Regions from separate parts of the Ovis aries genome. Here region 2 is linked to region 1. A link is a contact called in public Hi-C data. All regions are on one chromosome and are shown on one strand. Each heading gives the region's core, a stretch centred on a gene start, on an enhancer-like site or on the middle of the called end of the contact. The rest is flanking DNA. Distances are from core to core; before and after follow the strand shown.

Region 1 (4,058 bases), core at 173-2,672:
AAGCCATTTATACTCTGAGACCCAGTAACTTCAATTTAGATATACCTGCCCTTGGATGAATGTGCAAGGATATTCCCAGTGGCACTGATCATGATGGCCCAAACCAGCAACCACCCAAATGTGCATCTACAGAAAAAAAAAAAAGGATAAATACTGAGGTATTCAAATAATGTAGCAATATAGCAGGGAAAATGAAAAAAAAAAACTTTAGCTAAACACATACAGACTGATTAATCTTATCCATAGAAATGCTGAATGAAAGAAGCAAGGCCTATAAACAGTATAAACCAAAGCTTATAAACAGTATGGGTAGTTCAGCTTTTAACTCAAAAAATTAGTAAAAGTTGTCTGAGCTTTTCTAGCGGCTCGGTGATAAAGAATCCGCCTGCCAGTGCAGGGGACGCAAGTTTGATGCCTGGCCTGGGATGCCATGCTGCAGAGCAACAAAGCCCGTGTGCCACAACCACTGAGCCTGTGCTCTAGAGCCTGGAAACCACAGCTACTGAAGCCTGTGCACCCTAGAGCCTGTGCTGTGCAACAGAGAAACCACGGCGATGAGAAGCCCCCGCAGCAGTGAAAACCAAGCACAGCTAATACATAAATAAAGTGAGTAAAATGAAACTTTATTGTCTGGGGATCTGTTAGTAGGTGATAAATTACAAAGAAAAGCAAGGAGCTTACCCCCATCAGAATCAGGACTGGGGAGGGGGAGGAAGAGACACGTGCTGGACTTAGAGGGTGGGGGAGGTGCTGGCAAGCCTTTACTTTTTTTTGTTTGGCCCCAGCCTCCTGCCCTCTGGCCACAGCACTGTGGCTATAAATCACACCACTGCCCAGAGGTTTGGCCTCCCTGGTACTTTGCATCAGCTGTGTGGGATGCATCTTCTGCTAGAGACAGGCACTCTGAATCTAACCCCCCACGCCCTTCATCTGGCCCTGCTCCGCATCCCACCAGCTCTCTGCTCCAAACCTCAGTTGCCTCATCTGTCCATGAAGCAGGATGGCCCCCACCATGCCTAGCTCATTAGGGTAGGACGTGCTGTGCTAAGTCGCTTCAGTTGTGTCTGACTCTGTAAGGCAACCCCATGGACTGCAGCCCACCAGCTTCTTCTGTCCATGGGATTGTCCAGGCAAGAATACTGGAGTGGCTTGCCATTTCCTTCTCCACTAGGGTAGGATAATGAACATTAAAGAGCTTTTATCCAAATGCTAGAGGTTGTCGAGGACCCTGAGGGTCTGCCAAGCTGCTGCAAGGCTGTGGGAACTGAGATGCAGGCCCGCCGCTACCTCCCAGATCCTGCCCAGAGGGGCAGCTCAGTCTATCAGCCGAGTTCATTACCTACCGTCTCTCATCAGCCAATCAGCAGGGGCGACAGGGAGCGGGTCACACAGCCTATTTCCTGTTTTCATACGGGGAACTTAGCAGAGCGGCAGCCACTGACCTGCTCAGCCCGAGTTTGGAATGGAGAGCTGAAGGGGGCTGTGTGACACGTCTCCAGGACCCCTGGACACGCGCAGGACCAGAGGCCTCAGGTCAGTGTCTGATCCCAAGCTCAGCAGGCCTCTGCCCGCTTGTGACCCTGAGCCACTTCCTCCTGTGACCAGCCCTCGGTACCTCTGGGGGGCAGGGTGGGAGGGGGTAGGGCTGGTGACAGATACACGGGGCTCCCCTCAGATATGAGGGGCTCCCCTTAGCATACTGGAGCAGCTCCTTGACCCTCCATCACCCCAATTCCTTTTGAAGTGCCAGGCGCCTCTGCACCCCTTCTTGAGCCTGGGGAATATGCCACCACACCTGTGTTTCTCAAAAAGTGGTGTCAGGGAACACTTGTCTCAGCACAGCCCTCGGATCTGGATCAAAATGCAGAATCCAGGGCGCACCCCAGAACCTATAGATGGGACTCTCTGACTTGGAACAGGAAGTCTGCTTTTTTTACAAGCGTTTGACACCTCCACCCCCATCCCTACCCCCGAGGAAGCTGCAATTGTGATGGACGCTTACGTTCGTGAGTATGCTCGTCCAAGGTCCAGGATCTGCTGCTTCCTGGATCAGACCAGGGTGCTTTGCTCTGCTGGCCTCTCACCCCTGACGGAAAGCCCCCTGCAGGCCCTCAGAGAGGTAGCGTGGGCTCTGAAGGGGGCCCTGTGTGCCCATCAGCATCAGAAGACCAGCCTGGAGGGCGGTCCTTGGAGGGAGAGGAGATGCTCAGGGTGCCTGGGAGGGAAGGAACAAGGAGATCGCTCCTGGGAGCTGCATGGTGGAGGGGCTGGGACTCTGCTGTTCGCTGGGCCACTTACAGGCCCCCAAGCCAAGAGCACCAACACTTGTCATATTTTATTGTAAAGTCTAGACATCTTTGCTCTGTGGAGTGGGGAGATGGGAGGGAAGGGCCCACAGAACCCCATATACAGCTGTCCCCCAAAGAGCTTTTGGAGTGACAGGACTGCTTTCCCCACTTCATAGATGGGGAAACTGAGGACTAGAGCCTCCGTGGATGCAGCCCTTGCCACTTTCCAGTCTCAGCCCATCCCATAAAAGGAAACCTCCAAGAGTTAGCTTTGGCTGCTGAATTTGATTTTTATTCTAAGCCTGTGTTCATGCTCAGCTTTCCCAGGTCTTTTGTGGAATGCCCCACCAAGGCCATCATTCCTGGGGTCTCACGGGGTCGCTGGGCAAACAGTGTTTCTGACCTAGCACCAGCTGCCTGAATAAGACAGCAGAGCTAGATCAGGGACCACTGAGGCCAGTTCTCCTCGCCATCACCCATTTTACAGATGAGCTAACTGAGGCAGGTGCATAGGAGCGCCCACAGGAATCACTGAGCCCCCCAGAGTCCTGGCTACCAAAAGTCCCTTAGATAAGACAGCATGTGGATCATCTGCTATCTTGCCTGGGCACCTACCAGAATATAGAGAACCTGTTCCTCGCCATCTATCATCTTGTCAGCAAGACAGGGTGGGTAGTCACAGCTCGCAGATTGGAAAACTGAGACTTAGAATTAAATAACTTGCCTATGGATCCACAGTTGGTCAAGACTCCTTAAGGGGAAAAAACTATAAGGTATTCAAGCACGTGCAGCCCTGGGTCACCCATGCCCTGCTCTGTGCTCCAGTTTCCTGTCTGTTTAGGGTGAGGCTGGATGGAGGGTTCTAGAGAGCTACCCACTGGACAACAGCACAGACCTCCCTGGAGAACGCCCGAGGGTTAAGGGACATTGAGCGTGTTAAGGGATCCAAGCATATTAAGAAGGAGATGAGGCCACCTGCACCCTTCTGTTTGGAATTTCTGTGCCTAAGTGGTACCCCAGCTACTCCATCTGAGCCGGTGTTTCAATTGTCCCCTTTTCTAATTTGTCTCAAACATTTTAAATTGTATTCCAATTTACACATTAATTCAGAGTCATTTATTTCTCAAATATTTCCCAGAGCATCTATCACATGTCAGACACTAAGAGAGACCATTATTCGGTGCCTGGGACCTGCACAGCCCTGAGCTAAAGCTTTGCGTGGTGTGCCCGACTTAGCCCTCACACCAGCCTCAGGAAGCTTATTATGCCCCTTTCATAGGTAGCTGAGGCCCAGAAATGTTAAATAGCTTCCAGGCACCAGCTCATCTTGCTCACTTACCTGGGTCCCAAACCAGGTAAGCATAGGTAAACATAAACTAAACCCCAGGACTCCCACCGCCCACCCTCCCCTAAGTACCAGGGAGAGGATTCTGACGGCAGACCCACCTGCATTGGTGTCCTGCCCACCATTTACCAGCTCTCGATCCTGGCAACTCTTAAGTCTCAGTTCCTTAGTCATATCATGGAGATGAGAAACTCCCACCACACACAGATTCAGATGAAGTGAGAGAGTGCGTACTGAATGCAGGGTTTGACGCCTGCATGTCACGAGCATGAGGCTTTGCTGGTTGGGCACACTCACTAACTACATGACCTCAGACTAAACCTCAGTTTCCTCATCTGTTACTGAAGTCATGACAAGATTATCTTGTGTTGCGTTAGTCGCTCAGCCGTGTCCGACTCTTTGCGACCCTATAGACTGTAGCCCAC
Region 2 (4,280 bases), core at 1,727-4,226, 130 kb before region 1:
CTGGTCTGGGAATAGCTTCTGTTTTGATCCGGTCATTGGCCTGTTGCTGCCTCACACACTGTGGGGTCCTAATGCCTTCAGACCTCCATGGCCCCTCCAGCCTCCCTTCCCATTCCCCAAGAGCAGTCTTTTCTCTCCAGGACTGCCAGAAGAGAACTTGAAAACTGGTGGACACACAAGTATCTTCATCACGCTACATGCGTGTTCTCAGTCGTGTCCAACTTTTTGCAACCCTATGGACTGTATGTAGCCCACCAGCCTCCTCTGTCCGTAGAATTTTACAGGCAAGAACACAGAAGCGGGTTGCCATTTCCTACTCCAGAGGATCTTCCCGACCCAGAAATCAAACTCATGTCTCCTGCATGTCTCTGGCATTGCAGGCAGATTCTTTACCACTGAGCCAATAACTTCCAGAATCACCACCCAAGCTCCCAAATGCCCCAGCAGTATCTGATTGACAGCTCACAGACGTTGTCACTCCTGTTATCTCCTGATATGTGGCCCTTCCTAGCCACCTCCCTGCGTATCCTGTCACTCAGTCAAACACGGGTTTTGATGTGTATGATACTGATAAAAGAAAAAGATGAAAATGTCAGAATCTTTTGTGGTCACAGTAATCTATGCAGTCAGTATATTCACTGCTAACTTTTAGTACATTTATACAGACTTTTGTATGAACAAAATTAGATCTATTACAAAGCGTGTTTCATCATCTACTTTTTTCTCCTAATACATTGTGGAATTTGGCTCCTGTCACTAAAAAAAAAAAATGTTCCAGAAGTATCATCAACGACCGCCAAATACTCCAAACATCTATACCAGAAATTGATCAGAGCCCTACACACTTAAGCGTCTCAAGTGTAGCCACACTATAAGCAGAGCATTTGTGGTCTTACAGCGAATCTTGGGCATCCTGGTAATCACATCCTGAGAAAAATGGCGGAGCAATAGCATTGCCAGGTAGAAGGAAAACATTCAGGCTTTTGAAAAATTGTGCACGTGGATGGAACCCCCACATGACTCACAACCTGTGTGTAACTGTTCAGAGCCAGGGAACTGAAGAGGAAATAAAGCAGAAGAAGTCACTGGGCTGAGGAGAGATTTGTGCGTGCAGCAGGCCTAGACATCCTTAGAGGTGAGTGTGGGGGTGCGGCTTGGAACGTGGCAGAGCCCCTGAGTGCCAGAGGACAGCAGAGACTATGTTGAGGAATGGAGAAGCAGGCCAGAGAAAGGCAACCAGGGAGGGGGCGACCCCCGGGTCTGGAATCTTTCCAACACAGCCCTGGGCTTTCTGTGAAGTGACCCCGCTGGGGAACAGCAGGTCCAGGCTGCAGGGCTGCACCTGAGTGAGGGAGTGTGGACCGGTCTTATCCCACCTGGCAAGCAGAGCTGGGGAGACGGTGGGTGCAAGCTGGGGAGATGGGACTTGCGGCAGCATGCCGCGAGTTGGTCCAGGCCTTTGGGTCTGCGCCCACTAAACCCACACGACAAACGGAGTGAAGGAAGGAGCCGCAATTTTGCAAGCAATTCCCCCTCTCGCTCACACAAAAAGCAGTTTATGCAAGATGTCACCTAAATGCAAACCCTTTCTGGATTTTGCTGGGGAAAAAAGGTCTTTTCCACAGAGGCAGGATCTAGGGTGGCGTTTCTCAAACACACGCAAAGCGAGTGCAAGACTCATTCAGTGGGGCGGAGGGGGAGGTGTTCAGAGTGCGCTGCCAGGGCTGCCCGCTGAGACGTGATCCTGTAGTTCTGTGCGGGCCCTCTGCACCTGCATTCTTAAGGCCCCGGATGACTCCGATGCAGTGGTCCACAAACCACTCTTGGGAAACACCGATGAGAGTCTGGTTGATTTTCATGCTGAGACCCTGACAACTTCCACTGTCGCAAAGTTAGTTCAGTAGCTGTGCAGCTCACCCTGAGAGTCTTTCCTCTGCACTCCGGACCCCCAGAGAAGAATGTTTCTAACACAGAGACGGAGAAGGCCGATGGCACCCCACTCCAGTACTCTTGCGGGGGAAATCCCTTGTTCGGAGGAGCCTGGTAGGCTGTGGTCCGTGGGGTCGCTAAGAATCGGACATGACCGAGCAATTTCCCTTTCACTTTTCACTTTCATGCACTGGAGAAGGAAATGGCAACCCACTCCAGTGTTCTTGCCTAGAGAATTCCAGGGACGGGGGAGCCTGGTGGGCTGCCGTCTATGGGGTCGCACAGAGTCGGATACAACTGAAGCGACGCAGCAGCAGCAACAACAAAAAGAGAAACACATACCAATCTAGGGGCTTGACATCAGGACCCTATGATTTACTTACTTTCTTCCCATTAAGCTAGGGATTGATTGGTAGGCTATTTTCTTGGCAGGTCCCCTAGAGAAGCGCTCACACCAGACCTTACGTCGTTCCCCCAGCAGATGGCACTAACTCATTTTAAATACCGTTTGTAAAAGGAGACTGAACACTCAACACAGATGGAGAGAAGAGTAAAGGAAAGACCGAGACAGAGGACAGTCACAAGAAGAAACATCACAGAGAGCTTAGACCTTCCTGGGTGTAATTTGTAGCCTTGACTAACTGACACATTTGTTTAAACAAAAAATCACCTGCTGCTTCCCAAACCTGGGAGCTGGCTGCGGGGTTCAGTTCAGTTCAGTCGCTCAGTCGTGTCCGACTCTTTGCGACCCCATGAATTGCAGCACGCCAGGCCTCCCTGTCCATCACCAACTCCCGGAGTTCACCCAAACTCTTGTTAGCTGGGAGTTAAGACCTAGGACGGTCACATAACCTACTATGACCACAAGATGGCGGTGCTGCACCAGGAGGACCAGAGGCATAGGAACAGTTAAATCTTAAAAGGCAGTAAAGAGACTGGAGAATATGTCATGAAAATAAGATCGTGGAGGGCAAAGAGAGGAAGAGACATGTTGGTTAGATTGCAACTTGTCTCTCAAGTTCTCTATTATGACAATCATCACTACAGCTGCTGCTACCAGCGGCTGCCGTTTACTGAGGGGTTACCGCGTACCAGGCTGTGATAGGCAGTCTGAATGTATACAGTTTCGAGTTCATCAGGCCTTATGAGGGAAGTTTCACGATGTCTCCACTTCTGAGAGGAAGCATTATGTGGGGAACCAGAAGCCGAGACCTCTTGTATTTTCTCAAAAGAGACGAAGACACTGATCTGATTCTGACCACATCAACAATAGTGAATGGCATGGCTTCTATACATAAAAAGCTGTAGAAAGTTCCTTCTTTCATTGAGCAAATAGCTGAGTACCTACTCGTGCCATGCCCTGTTCAAGGTGCTAAGGAAAGAGAACTGAAGGAACTGAAGGAAAAACCCTGCTTCTAGTGCAAAAACAGACCTTGATAAACCACTAGGTCCCAGGAGAGGTGCCTCAGGGGCAAAAAGTGCCTGCAGGGGCATTTTAGAGGATGTTGGTGCTGAGCTGGACCTGGGTCCCACCGGCCCACAAAACCAGTCCTTCAATTTTCAGGAATTCCATGAGTCAATTCTTTTTTTTTTTAATTTATTTTTTAATTGAAGGAGAGTTGATTTACAGAATTTTATTTCCTGTCAAACATCAACATGAATCAGCCATAGGAATATAAATATCCCCTCTCTCTTGAACTTCCCTCCCATTTCCCTCCCCATACCACCTCTCTAGGTTGATACAGAGCCCCTGTTTGAGTTCCCTGAGTCATACAGCAAATTCCCATTGGCTATGTGTTTTACATATGGTATCGTAAGTTTCCATGTTACTCTCCGCATACATATCACCCTCTCCTAAAACACCCATTATTAGTGTTAAATTATATAAACTTACAATTAAGTTATATTTTAAAGTTACCATTAAGTCTTATTTAAAACTCATTCCTTCCTAATTATTTTACATGTAACAGTTATCTATTGATACATACACTTCTTCCCTAAAGGACCAGATAGTAAATATTTCAGACTCTACGAGGCATACAGGGCCTATCATAACTACTGAACTCTGCCACTGGCGCATGAACACAGCCAGAAGTATGTCATATGAATGGGCATGACTGTCTTGAAATAAAATGTTATCAGAAACAAGCGATGGGAACTTCCCTGGTGGCTCAGCAGTGAGAGTCTGCCTGCCAATGCAGGAGACATGGGTCTGATCCTTCATCCAGGAAGATCCCACCTGCAGCTAACCACCTGAGCCACAGCTATTGAGCCTGTTCTCCAGAGCCCGGAAGCCACAACTGAGTCCACATGCTGCAACTGCTGACGTCCGAGTACCCTAGAGACCCTGC

Evidence for each region. A called contact is a pair of places that touch in the nucleus more often than the background predicts.
Region 2: a Hi-C map of hypothalamus shows a contact between it and region 1, with 6 times the contacts expected there. The contact joins the enhancer-like site here to the promoter of SNX20 in region 1. A contact is called at or near these places in 14 of 16 Hi-C or Micro-C datasets (blood, hypothalamus, liver and 7 more).

What each region holds. Positions count from the first base shown.
Region 1 is chr14:18,599,031-18,603,088 of ARS-UI_Ramb_v3.0, reverse strand. It overlaps SNX20 (sorting nexin 20), which reads left to right and starts at 1,422. Exons shown (of 4, transcript XM_015100433.3): 1 at 1,422-1,533.
Region 2 is chr14:18,732,512-18,736,791 of ARS-UI_Ramb_v3.0, reverse strand. No RefSeq gene overlaps it. Among named protein-coding and RNA genes, the nearest start is that of CYLD, 75 kb to the right of the region's middle. Within about 2 kb of position 2,976, at least 11 of the 54 cell types and tissues checked have an H3K27ac peak or open chromatin away from gene starts, as enhancers often do. A contact at or near this core is called in hypothalamus, where this site is marked.